Regions from separate parts of the Mus musculus genome. Here region 2 is linked to region 1. Evidence: chromatin contacts called from public HiChIP or PLAC-seq data. All regions are on one chromosome and are shown on one strand. Each heading gives the region's core, a stretch centred on a gene start, on an enhancer-like site or on the middle of the called end of the contact. The rest is flanking DNA. Distances are from core to core; before and after follow the strand shown.

Evidence for each region. HiChIP or PLAC-seq counts read pairs in DNA pulled down with a chosen protein or histone mark.
Region 2: a contact with region 1 is called in an H3K27ac HiChIP or PLAC-seq map of the NIH/3T3 cell line, with 2.9 times the contacts expected there. The contact joins two enhancer-like sites. A contact is called at or near these places in 1 of 15 datasets of contacts at CTCF or cohesin (the NIH/3T3 cell line), 1 of 484 Hi-C or Micro-C datasets (embryonic fibroblasts) and 3 of 115 datasets of contacts at active chromatin or transcription factors (the NIH/3T3 cell line, embryonic fibroblasts and embryonic stem cells).

Annotation. Positions count from the first base shown.
Region 1 is chr17:79,420,207-79,423,378 of GRCm38.p6, reverse strand. No RefSeq gene overlaps it. Among named protein-coding and RNA genes, the nearest start is that of Gm32954, 30 kb to the left of the region's middle. Within about 2 kb of position 1,553, at least 18 of the 459 cell types and tissues checked have an H3K27ac peak or open chromatin away from gene starts, as enhancers often do. A contact at or near this core is called in the NIH/3T3 cell line and embryonic fibroblasts, where this site is marked.
Region 2 is chr17:79,538,700-79,541,871 of GRCm38.p6, reverse strand. No RefSeq gene overlaps it. Among named protein-coding and RNA genes, the nearest start is that of Gm10494, 30 kb to the right of the region's middle. Within about 2 kb of position 1,626, at least 23 of the 459 cell types and tissues checked have an H3K27ac peak or open chromatin away from gene starts, as enhancers often do. A contact at or near this core is called in the NIH/3T3 cell line and embryonic fibroblasts, where this site is marked.

The DNA of each region.
Region 1 (3,172 bases), core at 304-2,803:
GAACTGGGACCTCCCCCTCCCCCAGTATTATCCCTCATTATTTTGAAACCTTAAATCTGCCCTCTATCCTCTTTGAAACAGATTCTATATTTGGAGGGAAAAGAACGGAAAGGACTTTTTGATTTCTCAAATATAAAACACATGCTCTTATTTTACTTGGAGAGAAGGCAAGCTCTCATAAACTCAGATATAGATGACATGGTCCATCTTACTGACTTCTGTTCTGTAATATAAATGGAATGCATGCTTAGAATGACTATAGCCTTATAGAAGTAGAGAAAACGTTATATCCCTTACTATGGACAGGAGCCACTTAGCTCAGACAGTTATTTGAGACCAGCCTTTGGAGGACTGAGCTCACACTTTTTCATGGCAGGTATTTCCTTTTTAGGAAGTTGACAATACTGTGGGACACTTTTTGCTAAGAAGAGAACAGGAGACCAATTCTCTGAAGGAGGATGACTAGAGTTCCTTCAGGGAAAGAGCTGTATGTCAGATGACAGAGCAGGGAGCTAAGGTGGGTGCACAAAATTCAGAAGTTGAGGTTTGGCCCTTGAGCCACAGTACCACCTTTGTGCTATGAACTATGCCTTTTTTCATTTTCACAGAACTCCCTGTATGTCTTCAATTAAACTTCTAGACCTGTCCAACTATGATTTGGACATTTGGAAAACAGGCCAGCGCTCACACTAGAAGACAGACATGGACATCAGGACTCTGGAAAACCATGTGGCTGGGATGAAGGCTGGGACAATGATGTAGATATGTCACTAAAATCTGGAAGTGCGCAATAAAAGGAAGGAGCAAGAGAGAGAAAGAAGGTAGGGAGAGAGAGAGAAGCTGGGACTTTGGTAGCTTGAAATATAAAGAGAATTTAATCACAGGCTAAAGAAGTTTAAAATAAATCTTAAAAGAAATTGTGAACAGTTTCAAAGAACTAAGCCACTATATAGTAGAAGCTGCCATGTTTTGTTTGCTAATGGAAATGTCTTGAATATTAAAAAGAAAAATACAAATTTTTATGTAGAAAACTCTGATGGATTTGTGTGTTCTATCTTATAAAATAGCACTAAAATGCATAAAAAGATAAATCTAAATAAAAATTCCCTTGTTCTTATACTTACATACCAATACTACTTACTCCTAGCCATTTCCAAGTCAGTAAGTATAAAATGATAAGGGTACTTTAACAATAGCACCTTAGTATTACCAAAGCTTGATAAAACTAGACGTTCAAAATGAAGGGTAGGAGTAGAAACAAAGATTCACTACCAGCTCCACATTTAAATTTATTTCATAATTTTCACTTGAAGGAGCTGTGGCACATACACACACGTACCATGTAAACAACTGCAAAATCCCAAGGCGTTGCCTTCTAGTTCTGAAGAAGCAGGCTTCAAGTTAAAAAAAGAAAAAAATCCTCTAGTATGCAAACCTCAAATACCAATTTCGATGATCTATGTGCTTGATATCCACATAAAACCGCCTTTTACATTCTCGAGATGAGGGTACACTTGTGGAATTTCCAAAACCTGCATTCCACGAGAATGGAATACAGCGTCCAATGGTGTGAATCAGAAACAGAGCATTTTCCATTGTGCATTTCCTCCCCACTTACTGCAGGCTGGCACTAACAAAGAAGCAGTCTGGGATGCAAATAACTGCTGCCTCCGTGTGTAAATGTGACTGCTCTCCTCCAGGTCAGCACCAGTGTAGCCTCAGCAAGTCATCTTGGTTTGCTGAACTCTTCCTCTGCCTTCCTTTCATTCACTACAAAATAACCCACTGGGATGCTTCCACTAAACACCTTACCCTGTTGTTTTTCCTCTATGGATGTGAATAAAATCACAGACCAGTAAACAGGGGCACTAAAATTAGGTGCCACTATTCCTTGTGATGGGCTCATCCATATAACTAAATACAAGTTTGATATCTGTAAAAGATTATCATCAGGATGATAATTTCCCAAATACATTCCTGAACACAGAGTGCCGAGATCCTCAAGGCCACATCACTGAGACAAGCTAGAGAATCAGAGTGGCCTTGAGGCTCCTGGGTCTGTACCCTCTGGGTATAAAAAACAGAGTAGTAAGGACCATTGCACTTATGAATTCACAGCCACTGGGACTGTACAAACAAGAATTATACAAGAGCAAGCCAGCCAAAATCCCAGGCTAGAGGGAAAGGGACCCTAAGGGTCTACCTCCACCTGAGGAACTCCTGGCATTTGAGAATTACTGGGGAAGAGAAAGGATAAGGGCTCTAAGACACTTCCTATGCCCCACTAGATGTTCCACACCCATGCATAAACAGGGAGCTTCAAGTGTCCATTAAGAAAAGGAGAGCTAGGTGTAGGAGTACATGCCTTTAATCCCGGAACTCAGGAGGCAGAGGCAGACAGATCTCTATGACTTCAAGGCTAGCCTGGTCTACATAGAGACCTTGTCTCAAAGAGAAAGAGAGAACATGGCATTGGGAGGGAAAGTGTTGGTAAGGGATGGATTGGAGAGAAGGGACTAGGCAATGGGTCTGATCCAGGCGCATTATATGCATGTATGAATATTAAATAAAATACCTAAATTAAAATAAAAAATAAACACTTCAAAGGAAAGGAAAAAACTAAAGGAATATCTGAACCACCCATCTACCCCTCATTTCCAATCACATCGACTTCCTCCATTTACTGTTTTCTGTCTTAGCTACAATTCTCTGGCTGTCGATGAAAAGCTTGAGGGAATCTATTGGAGTTTCCTTGTTGATAGTAGGATTCTTTGAGTCCCTTGAGACACATTGTCTGTTTCACTTTGAAGGAGCTCTCCTTGCTATCCTATGCAGCGACTCTGAGTTGAGGGTATTCTCCTTCTCACTTGTCCCCTAAGTCCTTGCCATCCTATCAGGTGTTTGACACTGGCTTCATCCAGGGTTCTCTGCCTCACAGCAACCTGGGTTAGGTAGAGACTTGTTCTTACAGTTTTCATTCATATCAAATCTCCAAGGCCTGACAGAAGAGAGGAAACTACTGTCAGCTTCAGTGTTGGTACAAGGCCAACACAATGGATCTGAATGAATTTGTAACCTTGCAACTGCAAAATAAAACAAACCCAGGCTTTCAAGGCTTGATATCCAACTTAATGTGGCAGTGGTGGCTCAATTCTTACCTTCTTGGCTTGGG
Region 2 (3,172 bases), core at 377-2,876, 120 kb before region 1:
TATAATTTTTTTTCCCTATGTAGAAGACGTCAAATCCAATTTAGAACAGCAGTTGATTGCCTCCATGACATGCCCGCCATGACTGAGCAGTGAGCACATCTTAGTTGGCAGGTTAGTATTCTCATCTGCAAGATCCACAGCTTGGTAGGTGCGTGGACAGTCTTTCCTCCCCAGCAGCCTGCATTGCAACTTCGAGCACTTTGAAAACCTAGCCAGCAGGGAGGAAGTTTTCAAGGCAGTTCTAGCTTGATTTTTCTGTGTCCTGTGCTCAAAGTGCAGTACCTTCAGTAATATGGGCTCCCCATCTGTTCTGGTGGACATTCAAATGAATGGCAATAGCCTGTGTTGTTTTAGGCACCTCTGAGCCCTCTCTGATCAGCAAATCCATAGGGAGGTATTTCACTCCTGGTACTGGGATCTTTGCTTACCACCCCGTGGCCTTTGAGAGAAGCATTAGCCAGCCATACAGAGTAACTTTATTTAGATTCCTTTAAAAAATTCTACATTTCTAATTACTGTACAAAGTAGTGAGTTTCCATAAGACTTTTTACACATCTTTAGCATTGGTTAGACCTTTCTCTATACACTCCTCATCCGCGTATTCCCATCCCTAACTAAACCTTTCTACTCTCAGTGTTTACACCTCCCCCATCTACTTTCATATTACATGCATTCAATTATCCCTTACCTAGCTTAGGGGTTCTTCTCCTCCCACCTCCAAGAGACCCTTTCTAGCTTCTGACATCTATAATAAAATACCCTGGTTTTGTTTTGTTTTTTACCTCTGATTGAGAAACAGGTAGAAACCCAGAGCAACTTCTCCAACACTAAGAAAAGCAGAGTTAAGACGCAAGTCTAGACCTCTCATATCTGGTCCCATGTGACTTAGTACGTGAGAGAAGGCAGGAAGATGAAGGAGTAAAGCAGGACTTGTATGCCACAAGATGTCATCTACCACAAAGTCTTCTAGTCTCTCATTTTATCCACTCCATTACTTAACAAATATGTCATAGGCTGACTTTCCTACACACAGTGATGGCTGAGGCATGACTCAGTGACCATTGTTGTCCTCCCTGAGTGCACATTTTCCAGACTTCTTTTCACCAAGGCTTCTTTGGAGAATCTACAAGATCCATTAATGATTCTCATCTTTTAGCATGCTTGCAGCTCCGTCAGGTCTTAGCTACCAGTCTCTGAGTCACTAGATATGGGACGGCTTCAGGTTCTGACTAAGAAAACTAATGACATTGATGCTGGACCATTTTGAGCAGGGAAAGTGTAGTCTTCAACATATTTAAAAAAATTTTTTTTCAAGTCAATGCCACTAAACAATCTTCATTTGAGGGATACTTGGTGGATGCCATGAGAAAGGCCATCATTTACAAATTTCTGCTGTCAGTAGTTCTAAAAAAAATATCTAAGGTCAGATTGGACCTGTTGGGATCCAAACCAAGAAAGTTTTGGGGGACTTTTCTATGCTTTCTACAAGGCTGTTGTATGCAATTACCTCTAGTTTGTCAAGAGAGGTAGCTATTGGGTTTTCTGTCTTTTAGGAGGTAGTCAGTTCTGGAAAACCATACTGGCTCGTATGAACCCTGACTAATAACAGGAACTAGACAATTAGCTGACCACTGAAATTGCTCAAGATAATAGGATTGGGATGAGATGTCATCTTTATGGAATCTCTTCAGTTACCTTGGCCAAAGTCAACAGGGAAATGAGGAAATTTTCTGAAATTTGTATATAACTATTTCCAATGCTATTTATGTGCCTACCAACTACTATGTTTAAATGTAAATTCTTTTTCTTTTTCAGTTCAACAGTTACTATTAATGCTATTCAATTACAGGTTTTCGGCATGCTTGTCTCCCCCCACATATGTAGATGTCAAACATGTTACTAACCTAACATTTGGTGTATCTTCAAGAACACTGCGGTTCAGTTCTGGGAGGATACCCAGTTCAGGGGATGGTTGATGTTAATTCGTGGGTTGCTTTTGCTTTGTCTCACTAAAAAATAGGATGCTAGTGTAACACATTTTTGGGAGATTTTATCTCATGAGGCAAGTAGAAAATATCTGGTACTGATAGCAATAATCCATAAAGTTCCATATCTTAAAATATCATTTCTTTGAATTATACTAATGAGTTCTGTAAGTTCAAAAAAATAAAACATTACACTTTTTCCCCCTGCCAAAGCAAGCAGAAAAGCAGCCGGGGGGAGGGGGTGGGAAGGCAAGCTATTTCAGATTCTTTAAAAGCTCAGAATCTTAAGATATAAGATATGATAAATATAAGTAGCACAAACTTAATTATATTAGAAGAAGGAGAGGGAGAGGGAGTGGGGGAGGGGGAGGGGGAGAGGGGGAGCGGGAGAGGGAGAGGGAGAGAGGGAGGGGGAGAGGGAGGGAGAGAGGGGGGGGAGGGGAGAGGGGCGAGAGGGAGAGGGGGAGGGCAGAGGGAGGGGGAGAGGGGCAGGGGGAGAGGGAGGGAGAGAGATAGGAGAAGGGGAGAGGGAGGGGGAGAGGTGGAGGGAAGAGGGAGAGGGAGAGGGAGAGGGAGAGGGAGAGGGAGAGGGAGAGGGAGAGGGAGAGGGAGAGGGAGAGGGAGAGGGAGAGGGAGAGGGAGAGGGAGAGGGAGAGGGAGAGGGAGAGGGAGAGGGAGAGGGAGAGGGAGAGGGAGAGGGAGAGAGCATACAGCAGAAAGAGGTCTGACCTCAGGGAGGGTAGTAGAGGCTGGACATAGATAAGGAACAGCCTGACAAATAAGTTCACATCCTGATCAAGACTGTAAACTAAATGGCAGGAAATGTACTTAAGAAAAATATAGACACCGCCTGCTTGGCAGTGGCTGACATAGACCTAGCTGAGAAAGTTACATAAAACCGAGACCTGGAGGCTGAGAAGGTCCGAGAAGGGCGTGTTCTTTTTCCCCTGCAGGAAAGATTGTGGTTATGAGAGGAGTGGAATGAATAACTGACCATCTTCCTGGACAAGTTAAGTTTCTGACTGCTTCTCACTGCTGACAACTAACATTTCAAAGCTACTTCCTTAGCCTTCTTAACCCCCAAAGCCATGAGATTTGGCCACCCCATCTCACAAGAGGAATCTGATTATGATGTTAAGAAATTTGGCCAGGGAGGTACAGAAAATATAACTGACTTAGGTAAGAAA